2 separate regions of the Oryzias latipes genome follow, and region 1 is linked to region 2. Evidence: chromatin contacts called from public Hi-C data. All regions are on one chromosome and are shown on one strand. The core of a region is the stretch at or near the end of the contact, and the rest is flanking DNA. Distances in the headings are between cores, read along the strand shown.

What was found. A called contact is a pair of places that touch in the nucleus more often than the background predicts.
Region 1: a contact with region 2 is called in a Hi-C map of embryo, with 2.3 times the contacts expected there. The contact joins the enhancer-like site here to the promoter of LOC101172596 in region 2. A contact is called at or near these places in 5 of 5 Hi-C or Micro-C datasets (embryo, fibroblasts and gastrula embryo).

The regions. Positions count from the first base shown.
Region 1 is chr12:11,916,427-11,922,640 of ASM223467v1, reverse strand. It overlaps LOC105358401 (regulator of G-protein signaling 3-like), which reads left to right. Exons shown (of 20, transcript XM_023960529.1): 17 at 3,337-3,438; 18 at 4,320-4,381; 19 at 5,216-5,382; 20 at 5,473-6,214. The coding sequence ends at 5,673. Among protein-coding and RNA genes, the nearest start is that of LOC101172596, 54 kb to the right of the region's middle. Within about 2 kb of position 4,055, at least 6 of the 8 cell types and tissues checked have an H3K27ac peak or open chromatin away from gene starts, as enhancers often do. A contact at or near this core is called in embryo and gastrula embryo, where this site is marked.
Region 2 is chr12:11,861,729-11,868,253 of ASM223467v1, reverse strand. It overlaps LOC101172596 (zinc finger protein 618), which reads left to right and starts at 2,604. Exons shown (of 13, transcript XM_023960535.1): 1 at 2,604-3,003.

The DNA.
Region 1 (6,214 bases), core at 2,806-5,305, 53 kb before region 2:
GGGGTGCTATTAGTGCGGCTAATGTGAGCCAGGAGAAGAGGGAATAAAGAGTATGGGAAGCTTCAGATAATTGCAGAGCGAAAGAGCCTCTTGGTTCCTCGTTCGGGCATGTAAAGGGCTCAGTCAGGTGTGTGTTCTCTGCACCACAGACACCGACTTACCTCCTGAAGCGTGTTGAGCAGCGGAGCAGAAAGGTCTTACTTGTAGCTGCAGATCAAAGATCACCTTAATTTGATAATCGTTGACAGAGCATGTGTTGGCCTCTTAGCGGATCAAGTTAAGTACAGGTGGAAGCTGGGTGTATTAAATCAAATGGAGGCTGATACATGGATAATTGTATTAAAACAGGCAGAAAGTGGGGAGATGCAGTGAAGTGGAAGAACTTGACAAAGTTAATCAGAGTGTGAAAGGAAGAAAAGCTAAAGGACAGAGCTGCACAAAACCATTGTTGAATCAAGAACTGATGAAAAATTGTGGTCAAAAATAGCAGGTCTCCTTGGACTGACAACTGTTGCACACCTTTGTTCAACGCTTCTTTTCAAAGCTGGAAAACACCCCTAAATTCAGTTGAGCTATTCCAATGCGAGGCCAAACCAAGCAACCTCGGGCTCTGTGGATTAGACACATTTGAAAGAATTCTGGAAAACAGTAAATCTCTTTAGACATCTGAACGAGCCAGAGTGAGATCTGGAAGCAGGAAGGCAAAAATATATAAATAAAAACTTTTCTTCCTCCTAAAAGTTAAAATGACCCACTTGAGAGAAGGTAGCAACCCCGTGATTGATTTTGACATTCCAAATTCTCAACACAGTTTGCCAAACTGTAAAGGTTGTATGCTGTGAGATTTCATCAGTCAGCGTTGTACTTCTTACAGGCCTCAGTAAGCTTTTCCAAAAAAAGGAAGGGGTTAACAGTTTTCAATTAATTTTTGCTAGTAAGATACAAGTTGCTGATTTTGCAGCAATCGGATAAGTATTTACAAGGGATGCCACAATTCTCAATTCAAAAACTGTAAGTTACACCATTGAATCGAATTTGCATCCCTACAATATACATTTGCATATGTTTACGTTGAAAATGTTAAACATATTTGTTGAGCTAAATTTAATATATTTAATCATATTTTACTATATTTCACTAGGTTAGTGCAAGTCAACTGAAGGTTGTTGCTCATTAGCAAATTAAAAAAACAATTTTTCTGAATTTTTTTGTAAAAAAAAGACTGTGACCTAAAAATCAAAGGGTTTGTTTTCAAATTTTGGGGAAAATGAATTGTCGTATCCTTAGTATAGAGGACATGGGATAACCAAAAAACTGTTTTATTTGTGCGCCATCAAATCAAATTGGATATTTTAATAAGTCTTACCTTACTACTCAGCAGTCTATCTTGGATGTGTTGACCTACTGGAGGCCTCTGTACATACATTTGCTTTTAAACATGATGTCTTCCCTGCCCTGTGTCTCAAAATTAGTATGAACGATAAACTGGTATTTGCAGTTGACTCTCATGACCACACGGTGGCAGGAGAGAAACATACAGTTGTCCGTGGATGTTGTTATGACTTCCCTGTCACATCATTTCCACATGGGCTTAGCTTGTGTTAAACCTCACATAAATAAGACATCTTTTGTCGGGCCAAGCGCATACTTTCCGGTCCTTATAAAACGCGATCGTCTGTTATACTCACATGCTCCGCCTAAACACAAGCGTCTTTTAGTCATTATAATTGCCTAAAGTGGAATCTAAAATTAGAATTATCTAATAAATCCTATTTTAGTGTTTAAGATGAGAGTTTTTATGAACCTTGGGACTTGCGAGTATGTGCTATTCTCAGGATTGCTGCATTAGAGCGCCCTGTTATTATTTTGTCTGCACCAAAGGCCTCCATTCTGCTTAGTACTGAAGCATCTAGATTTGAGGCTCTTCATGCAGGGCTGCAGTTTTATTTAAATCAATGGATGAGTCATCTGACTGGGTGGAGAGGTTTTGATATTCCAAGAATAGAAGAACTCCATTCCATTACCTGGAGGTGATTTTTGCTCCTCGTATGGCTTAGTGCATCATTTTACAATAAACTCTAAATGAGTATTAACGTTGGGCTCTTCTTCTCTGGTGGCTTAAGGACATAAATTAGGAAATGCATGCAAATGACAACACTTCTGTTCCCAAAACCCCCAGCTTGTCAGAAAGGAACATTTGACTAATTCAGATTTGAAAAGAACTGGTTTCTGTTCCCGTAGTGAGTTTTGCAGATGCAGATTTAAGCTCCAACAGTTTATCTTTGGCATAACAGTTCAAATTAAGCAAGGATGAGTTGGCATGAGGTAGTCCTTGAATTGTCTTCTTTTTTTTGGCAGGTGTGCAATATTTCTGCTATTCTGCAGTTTGAGCCTCCTGTGATACACGGATGAGTGATAAGTGACTATAACTGGAAAGCTTGTTTCTTAATTTGGGTTGTACATTCTCTCCTGAGGCCCGTGGGTTTAGCAGTGGGACATGTTGTAGTGATTAGGCCCATCCAGCCCACAACGCTGCGCCGCATTATTAGCGGGCCAGTCAATCCGCAGTGGAAATCAAAAGCAGGGACTCAGGAAATGGGTGTTGAGTGAGGTCACATCCCAATGAGGCAGCACGTGCTGCAGGTCATGAAAAGTCAGGACACCTACCTAGGGATTGTGGGAATGTGCAGGATCCTGGAGGAGCCCATCATTGGTGCGTTACAATGTGTGGCTCTTAATACAGCACAGCTCAATAGAGCTCTGCACGAGACAGGTGAGGTGGTTGATTAGGGAGAATTTGAACGCTGATTCTGAAGTTGAAGCTGCAGGAGAGTGGAGGAACAAGCATGTTGCCTTTGCCCTGGGTCAGCTCCCTCTCAGCAACCTCTGTAGGCACATTGAGGACGGCGTGATGAAACCGAAGAGTGAGGACTGAGTCTCTCCCCTCCTTCTTTGCAAGATTTGTTCAGTCCCTGCCAAGGAACCTGCCAGGGACACTTCTGCAGGAAAGACTGAGAGACATTAGATTGACAAGATAGTGATAAAAGCCTGATTCGTACTTCTGGAAAACTCTAGAATGTAATCATGTTTGCATTTCCCTTTTTTGGCATTTATTGGTTTCACTCCATATGGATTTATTGTGCTGAAAAACCTCGTTGGAGATAATTTCCTGGGATTGCATCACTTCTGGAATCTGGATCCCCAGTCTTAACTTTTTTCTTTCCTGTCTTTTTTTGTTTTCTCTCTTTACCATCATTCCCAAACTTTCCCCACCCTTTGCTTACCTATCCCTTTCCCCTTCCTGCTTTTCTTTTTGTCTGCCGTTCCTTTACTCAGGGCCAAAGACATGAAGAACCGGCTGGCTTTCCTGCGAAGGAGGAATGAGTCCCCAGGAAGCACTCCTGCCAACAAGTTAGACAAATCCATGAAGTCAGTCAAGTAAGTCGCCACTTCCTGGCTGTTAGTGCAAGTGGGCGTGAGTGTGAGATGGTTTTTTGGATCCTAACCTGTGTTGGAGAACAGAAGATGTGGGCAGATGGAGCGATGGAAGTGTGTTGTGTAGCTTTTATAAAACTGATGGGTTGAGTTGGAATTCATCGCTTTAGGTGGTTCTATTTTATGGATTCCTTTATAAAAAAATAAAGTCAATATATCAAAATGATGCTTAGAATTTCAAACTACTTTTTGAAAAAGATAAAACGAATTTCTGTTCATAAATTAAATGTATATCGAAATGTGCTTGTACGATAAGCTAAAAACAATAATTTCATTATTTTTGTATTTTTTTTTGTGATTTAGAGAAATGAAAAAAAAACTACAGCATTTAAAATGAATTGACTTTTTTCACTCTTCAAAATATAATGTTAATAATATTAATAATACCAAATTGTCAATAAAACCAAAACTGAAAAAAATGACATTACAAAGTTTGATTAAAAGGTTAAAGCTGTTCATTATAGGAACAGGAGGCGCCAGACAGACACTCACTGGTGGTGGTGGGAGGTCCCAAGACCGCCCACCACATCCTGGTTGGGCATCTGAAGCTCCTCCCTCCACCGCCTTCCAATTCACATTGAGGGGCTAAATAAAAACCAATCCCCCCATCAGACAGAAGCAGAAGGACTCAGTGCTCTGCCAGTCATTCATGAGGCAGAGCTGAGTGTGTCTGGCAGTAGTGGAGGGAAACAGCAGAGAGGGATCCTCTACTTCCAGATTTCCACTCATCTGCTAGGCATAGACCAAGTCCTGCGAATGGGTCACACAATGAAAAACCTGGCTGAAATGGGCTTGTTGAAGAACCGCTCTGCTTTCATCTGCAGGCCCACCCCAGAGGAAGCACTAAAATGGGGAGACTCACTTGACAAACTGCTGGCACACAAATGTAAGTTTCTTTGATTTAATCCATCCTTTTTTTTTGATCATCTTTTAAAAAAAAAAGAAGAAAAAAATATAGAGATGGAAGGTTGGAACACAGAAGCTGTAGTAACAGGGATTGCACATGTTGTAAGTAGGCACATTTCCATAATCCTCACAAAGTCTGGAGGACAGGGTGAAGCTGTAATTGTGTGGCTTCTGAGTGTATTTTCAAATCCATCCAGATTCCAATTTTAAGAACAAAAAAAAAAAAACGGGGATACAGATCCAGCGCCACATCTGTTTCTTATTCAGCCTCCTTGACCGCTTTGCTCCCTGTTTTCTCATTTCCTTTCCTGCACCTCTTACCTCACTCCTGTTTTTTTTTTTGTATCTATATCAGAGTGAGGTAAGAGATGACGGCCACAGGGCTCTGCTGTTTCAGCGTGGGTGATTCATGGGAACGGAAAGGTGCAGACAGGAGCCTTGTGTGGGCATGGCTTCCGGCAATTCTTTACTCTGGATGCACTCTTCCTTTAATCATTGACTGGACAGAAAGTTGAAAGAGCCCAAGGTGCTAAAGTTAGTCACTAAGTCAATCCCCTCGTGAAAACAATCGCCCTTTTGTTAAGTGATAGAGCAGCCGTTACTCTGAACATTAAGGAAATTTGGAGTCACTGGGTGATGTCACAAAAGGAGTGTATTAGACTTTGATAAGCCTCGTCTTTCTTTTTTTTTTGCTTCCCACATGACTCAAAAGGCAACCACAGAGCTATTTTAAGCCAAGGAGGGCTTCAACTGTGAGGTTGCTATGGCACTTCACTCAACTCTCCCCTTTGTTTATTCTCCTCTTTCGTTTCAGATGGCCTGGCAGCCTTTAGAGCTTTCCTGCGCACAGAGTTCAGCGAGGAAAATCTGGAATTCTGGCTAGCATGTGAGGAATACAAGAAGATCAAGTCACAGTCCAAGATGGCCTCAAAAGCCAAGAAAATCTTTGCAGAATACATTGCTATCCAGTCTTGTAAAGAGGTAAGAGTGGGCGAACACAGCTCATTTTCCTTTGATGTTGGGGGAAACAAAAAAAAGAAGTAAAACCTGGTTTCCTATTTCCCTCTGCAGGTGAATCTGGACTCCTACACAAGAGATCACACTAAAGACAACCTGCAGAATGTGACGCGTTCCTGCTTTGAACTAGCGCAGAGGCGGATATACGGGCTGATGGAGAAGGACTCATACCCCCGTTTCCTGCGCTCAGAACTTTACTCGGACTTAATTAACCAAAAGAAGCCCAGTGCCACTTCCACTTCGTCTTCATCGTAAAAAGACAAGGAACACGAGGAAATAGAGTGTTGGTGAAAGCAAAACAAAGGGGCAGACTTGAAAAAAAATTCATGGAGTGGGTGGGATGTGAGCTTTTTTGCCTTTTCCTTTTTTTATCATTATTATTATTATTATTATTATTATTATTATTGTGCGTGCATGTGTGAGTGTGTAATCCTGATATGTTTTTTTGTTTTTTATTGTTGTCGTTTGTGAGGACGCAGCAAAGCTATGGAAGCTATGGCACTGCAAAGGAATGTAGTTTACACAGTTATTGAAAGGATTGATGAATGGATGGATGTTACTTCAATTACAGAAGCCCAGGAGTAAGGCCTGCAGCAGGAGCTGGACGCTTGTCTGATCACTGTTCTTTGTTTTCTTTTTTTTTATATGAGTAAGGTTAAAAAAAAAAGAAAGAAAGTTTGTTTTTAACCAGTTCTACTGCAAAAAAGGAGGGGCTGCAACAACGTGAAGACAGTCCGGTACTGTTTTGTCACTTTTTTCCTTCTTTGCTCCCTTCCTCTCCTCCGCCACCTTTCCC
Region 2 (6,525 bases), core at 1,355-3,854:
CAAAGAAAATTCATTGATGACTTTAAATGATTAACTCAGTCAATTTAGACCACATCATCTAACTTCAGCTGCTCACAAGCAGCGATTACAGACTGCAATGTTGACTTTTTAGAAATATGTAGTTATCTTCCTTAGATTGTTTGTACCATCGCAGAATGCTTATTATAAAACCACAAGTTCTGGCTAAAAAAATATACAACACTGTTTATACACTTAAAGAAATTTTCAAAAAATCGTATCATCAAATTATTTTTTTTCTCCGATATTTTAGCTGATTCGTTAAGTGAAATTCTTTATTTAGGAAACTAACATTTTTTTAATCTACATTTAAAATGAATGTCAAGTGTGTCATAATTAGAAAAAAACTTTTTCTAAAAATCTATGGATGCTGTTTTTTTCATTTCCTGTGACACACGTGCAAGTTTTGTGGCATTCATTTGAATGAGGAGGTGTGTCAAAACTTTTTTTCTTTACTGTATATTGTAAACAAGATAATAATGACACTGTAGTGTCACTATTCTAAATATACAAAATATTTGGCACAATAACTTGATAATTTTTTTAACTTAAATTTGTTTATTTTTTTCTTGACTTAAAAAAAGTAAAGCTAACTTAAAAATGACTTCACTTTTAGGCAAAGCAGACCAACAAAGAAGTGCAGCATTACTTCAGAGTGAAGAGGAGACTGATGCTGTGTTTCCAGTAAAAACGTTAGGGGGAGACAGAGAGCCAAATGATGAGAGGCACTGAAGCGCATGCTCAAGTGTGCTGACTGGCAACTGGAAAAAAGCAACGATTTGTCTTTGGTGTACTGCTGCCCTCTGCTGGTCTAAATGTTGTATGTGGCTGGGGGTTCCTCTGTAGTTGTTACATTATGGGTAAATTTGCTATGCCTCACCATCAATTTTTGTCCTGTGATAAATCCATCCACAGCAGTGAGAGCAGTGATTTGACTGTGGCCTGTTATAGACTGGCAATCAGTGCAGCAGGAGCTTTGCTGCAGCTCTAAATTGGGTATAGTGTAGTGGACTTTAAATAAATGCTCTGAAAAGTAAGAATTCAAGGCTGATCAAAAATTCTGTTTGACCAAGCTACTTACAATGCTACCCACACAACTTTATGCAAATATAGGATGCAGGGATATTTCAAACCTAAGATTTCAAACAAAAACAAAACAATAATTGCACATTGCAATTAAAAATATCTGCACAACATGTAACAAGAATAACAGGGGAGAAACTAATCTGAAAAAGGAAATCTTAATCCATATTGCAAGAACCTCATTTTACATATTCTGAGAAGCATGTGTAGCTTTGCAGAGCACTTAAAAACAGCATTTGTAAAATTGTCCTGAGATTCACACATCTACAAAAAAACTACAAAACAAAAGTAAAACTTAAAGTATAATTGGATTTTTCGTATTTTTCCTGCACGGAAAAACAAACAAACAAACAAATGAACACAAAATGCAGGATACTCATAAAATAACTAAACACTACAATTAATTTTAGATCTCTAAGGAAGACAAAAAGTAGGGACAAGTAGGGTAAATGGACAAATATGTTCTTAACCCTTAGCAAAAAGTAGTCAATCTAAGTGTTCCACAAGTATTCCTAGTCTGTACTAAAGGTATGGCAGTGCACTAGAAGTTATATCTATAGGCTATTTTGTAAACTTAAAGTAATCCAATTTAGTCTGACGAAGCATACAGTTAGTTAGTATTCTTCCTATGGTAAATCTACATGGTCTATGATATACTTGCTATACTTATACTTAAACTCAAGTATACTTAATAACATAAACTTAAAGTGTACTATTATGTGCTGAGGGTAAACAGTAGTTGACTTATAAATCCCTATTATTATTGTTTTTGTCATCACAAAACAACTAAAGATTTGCCTTACCATTAAAACATTAAATAAAATGAGAATATAGAACAAAAAAAGAGAAAATGGCCTGAAAGTTAAAACAGAAATATTATTTTTTTCACTCAGTGTAGACATAATACTCTCCACAGTGTTGCATGTTATAATTAATGCAATCCCTATAATAATTCTGACAGAAAATGCTAAAATAAACAGTTGCCAAAAACATTTCGGCAGAAAATCAAAATATTCTCGACAATATTGTTAATTCTGTGTTTTTGAAAACCAAACTTGTTGGCCAACCAAAAACGCTCCCTGGAAAAACATCATCAGAAGAAGTGTTCAAAAACAGCAGTTTAAAAATAGTTTAAAATTTCAACAAATATATCAAAGTCCTGGAGGAATAAAAATTGGAATTTTGATGAATCAAGAAAAAAATTGAATCATCTAATCATTTGTTTATTTGATCTAGATACAAAATTAGACTGCACTTTTGATTTTTACTGCTTTACCAGCAAATAACTGTAACAGCTTTTCTGACATACACAATAGTCGTTCGTATATCAAGCAAAATTAAATACTAATCAAATCAGGAAATATCCATTTTGTTACATAAACAAATATTGAAAGTGGTCCTCTGCACATTTTTTTCCATCACTCCGTGTGCCTTTTTAGCTGGCCAACACTTTATTTTCTGTCTCCTTCTGAGACTTTTTCCCTTTTTTCTCTTTTCTTTTCTTTTTCCCCCCCCTTTCTTTTTTTTATGCGGGTTAATAAACAGGCCGGCGCTGCAATTTATGAATCTGCCCTTGTATATGGCGGACGAATTTTTCCAGAGGAGGGGACCGCAACATTAACAGACTGTGCAGCGCGCGCGCGCATAGCTTGCACGGACCCCTTAAATCTCGTCAAAATTCACAACTTAATGCGCCATTATGCTTTACTAAAATGTAACGTAGCGGGTCGCGAAGGGGGGGAAGTGGCTACCTTCTTTTTTCCCCCCATTCTTTTTCATAATTTGGAATCTCATAACTAATTCACAATTTTTGAGGAAGCAGTTTTGTGCAGTCACCTCTGGTCGGGGAGGGAGGATTTCAGGAGAGGGTGTCTGTTTCGCCTGAGCTGCATCGTTTTGGAGGTATGTCAAAACCGCTCTTTTCTTTTTTTCTGCCCTAATTTTAAAAAAAAAAACAAAATTTGTCCAAAAAATTTCAGCTGCGGATTTGAAGTTTCGTTCTTTTCACACGGTTAACGGCAGTCTCTTCAAATGTCTGCCATTAAAATGAGCTGAATGCTTGAAGCCACCTGAATCTGTAAATTTCTTTTTTCTTTTTTTCATTTTGGGCTGAATTTTAGTAATGGAGTTTTCGTGGACCTGCTGCCTTTGTCGTTTATTCACCGAGTTTGTTCAACACACGCCACCCAGATAAAAGTGTTGCCTATTACGATGTAGCAACCGGGACCAGTAACATGAAGGACGAGGAGGGGAGGAACAATCTGAAACACAAAAACCTCCTGCAGCCATGTTTTTGTGAATTTTTTTTTTCTCCAGCAAATTCAAGCAGAGCTCCGGAGTTGCTTCTCTTGCTAGTTTTCGAGCACTCTCAGATATTTTTAGCGTTTCTCTGTTAGCTATCTTATCAAGCAGAAACGCGCCACAATTATTATCCATCAAAAATACATGTCGCGACTTTTATTTTTGGAAACAGAGGGAGAGAGGGGGTTTGAAAATCTCCGTGATTTTGGCGCCACCTGTCGGCAGTAATTTTGAGAAATTAAAAAAAAAATTGCAAGGACTTGTGAGGCTTATTTTTAGCAATTGCTGCATGATTTTTCTTTATTTTACTTTAACTTTAAAATGTGACTTTTCAAGTTTATTCAGTTTTTATAACCAAATAGATCGTTCAGTTATTATACATTTTTTTAGATAAGACATTGCATAAATAATTAAAAATGCATAGCATATAACACATTTTTAGATTAACATTGTATGTATGCATCCACAAGTTTTTTTCTCTATAAATGCATATTCATTAACGCTTATTTTTGTAAAGAGAAATTTAGTAATCTGGGGGGAAAAATGTTTCTTCCAGCACTGGAGGGAGGAAAACTGTCTCAGCATAATTTGAGGATAGAAAAAACAATCACAACCATACTGTTTATATTAATCTTGCAGATGGCAAACAGTTTCCCATCTTGCATGGCTTGCTTTTATTTTCTAATGTACAGGGGGGGGGGTCCTGAGAGGCCATTTTGCTGTGGGTAATTTTAATGCTGACCTTCAAATCTGTATTCATTCAATTCAGAGAGCTGGTGGAAAATTGTGCAGTTGGTATGCAAAAATCCCAGTGTAAATTCTGACCTTTTGCGCAAAATAGGTCTAATCAAAATGCAAGACTTTCAAGTTGGGCGAACAGAAATGAAAATAGGGGGTGGGGTGGGGTGGGGGGGTAGACACGTTTTAATAGGCTGGATCTGTTTGCAAGTAATGGGAATGTTTAGATTTCAAATTCTTTGAGGATCAAGTAAGAAGTTATAAAAGTGTGGAAAAAGCTGCAGCGAAGGAAAAAAAGACCCAATTTTGTTTACTTTGCTGTTTTTTTTTTAATTTCAACAAAGTAAATGATGCCTCAGCTAAAAAAAAACATGTATCTCTAAGTTTGGAAGAGGATGTGAAATAGAGGACAGAGAAGGATTAGATTGCAGCTTTCACAATTAAAGGGTTTTAAAAAATGGTTTCTGCTCTGATTGTCATGAAAAGCTGAACAGCCGGTTGGTTTTGCCATTTCAGTAGCGAGCGACGACTTTGATTTAATACCATGTTCTTGTTTTTTTGGTTGATACGTAGTCAAGGTGAACAGTTGATGTGCTCTTATTTTCTTAGTGGCATGTGGAAACTGTCTGAAAATGGCTTCAGTTAAATTAGTCTCAAGGGAATGTTTTATTTATTTATTTTTTATCAAGGGTTGGGAGTGCTGCATTAAAAAAAAATTCTGTGCATTCTGCACATATTTTTTCTGCCTCATTCTTTGTAAAAAAAAAAAAGCACCTTATTGGTTTCATGAATAATGCATAAGGGGGTGTTCAATTGCTGCAGCAATGAAAATTAGGCCTGTTTACATGCAGTGGGTATATACACAGGAGCTTTTTCTTTTTTTATTATTATTATTTGTGAAGGTGGAGAAGATCCTGTGTAGCTTTTCTGAAAACACAAATTTTCAGCAAAGCAAATCTCATTTCTTTGAGTGAAAAGGGGAGAGGGGGGGGGACTCCCGCGGGTTTAATGAATCCATAAATCACAATAGTGCCAGGTTTGCTGCGGCTGCGTCAGCGTGCAGTGTAATTTTGATTTTCATCAAAAATTTAATCTGCCAGCCTACAAGGGTTTAGCAGCAGCCCGGATGCAGCCCTGAATTTCTAATTTTAGGGGGGAGCCTGATCTTTCAGGATTTATTTTTGTATAGTTTAAGACTGCTTTTCAATATCTCTTGTTATTAAAATTTAATTTGAGGAATTAACATATAGATTGAAAAGGTTTTTATGGGGGTTTTGAGTGTATGCTGATGGAATTTTACCAGACAACAGTTTTTTTTTTTGTCTCTTTTCGTTTCCAGAGCATCTTGCGTGTTTATATATATGTGTTTGAGGAAGAGAAGTGGGGTGATGTGAGGGGGTGGAGGGGGTATTCATTTCTTTGCATTATTGCTTTTTGAAATCATTGGTCATACACCATCTTGGAAGACATTTATTACAGAGGAGTGAGAAATGTGCATTTCATTACAGAAATGGAAAAATCCAAAGCAGTAGTGTGAAACAGGTTTTGGTCAGCTTCCTGTTCCCGGTTGCCGACTCTTGCTCTGGATAATACAAACATGCAATCAAAGTAGTGATTGAAATAACCCCCCACCACCACTGCCACCATCCTCATCCTCCCTCTGCCTCCTTAAACAGTTTTAGCTGATTCCTATTTTTAATCCCTCCAGAGTGGGAACAATTTCCTGAGCTTAAACAAATTTGTATTTTATATTTTTGCCTGGCAGCTTACCCAGTTTTGCCAGCGCAATGGAAATTTTCAAATAAATGCACAATGATTGATTTACCACATAAATATTCAGGGGCCGACCAAATATAGGCCGATTATTTTAAGTGTGCCAACTAAGAGCTAAATTCTAAACAGGGTTAGAATCTATAGATGTTTATGTCTCCTGTTTTTTTCCCAGCTCCAGATCAATTCAGCAAATTATAATTTATCTTGCCGTGGATAACATCAAATTACTTAAAACATACCTTGGCCAAGTTATATAGCTCTCCATTATAGTCAATTTCCAGCAGCATTTTTCAAATAAATCATGGATGGTTGTGCATTTGGTTGAGTTTTCCTGTGTTTGTCAGAAACATCAAGCAAGTGTGCATCTGGTTTGGATTTTCCTCCTGCTATGGCACTGTAGGTTACAGTATATCACAGGCCTCAGCCTATAAAAGAACATAAGACCAGATGGCCGATTTTGCATTTCGGCTTTAATTAGACCAACGCAGGCCTCAAAAGACATTTTTATGTATTAATTTAGAGGCTGCTTTTTCAGCGAGCGGCCGGGGAAGAAATTCCATTTAGAAAACGATGCATCCTTGCTGTTGTTTAATCTTATTTTAAGGCGACAAA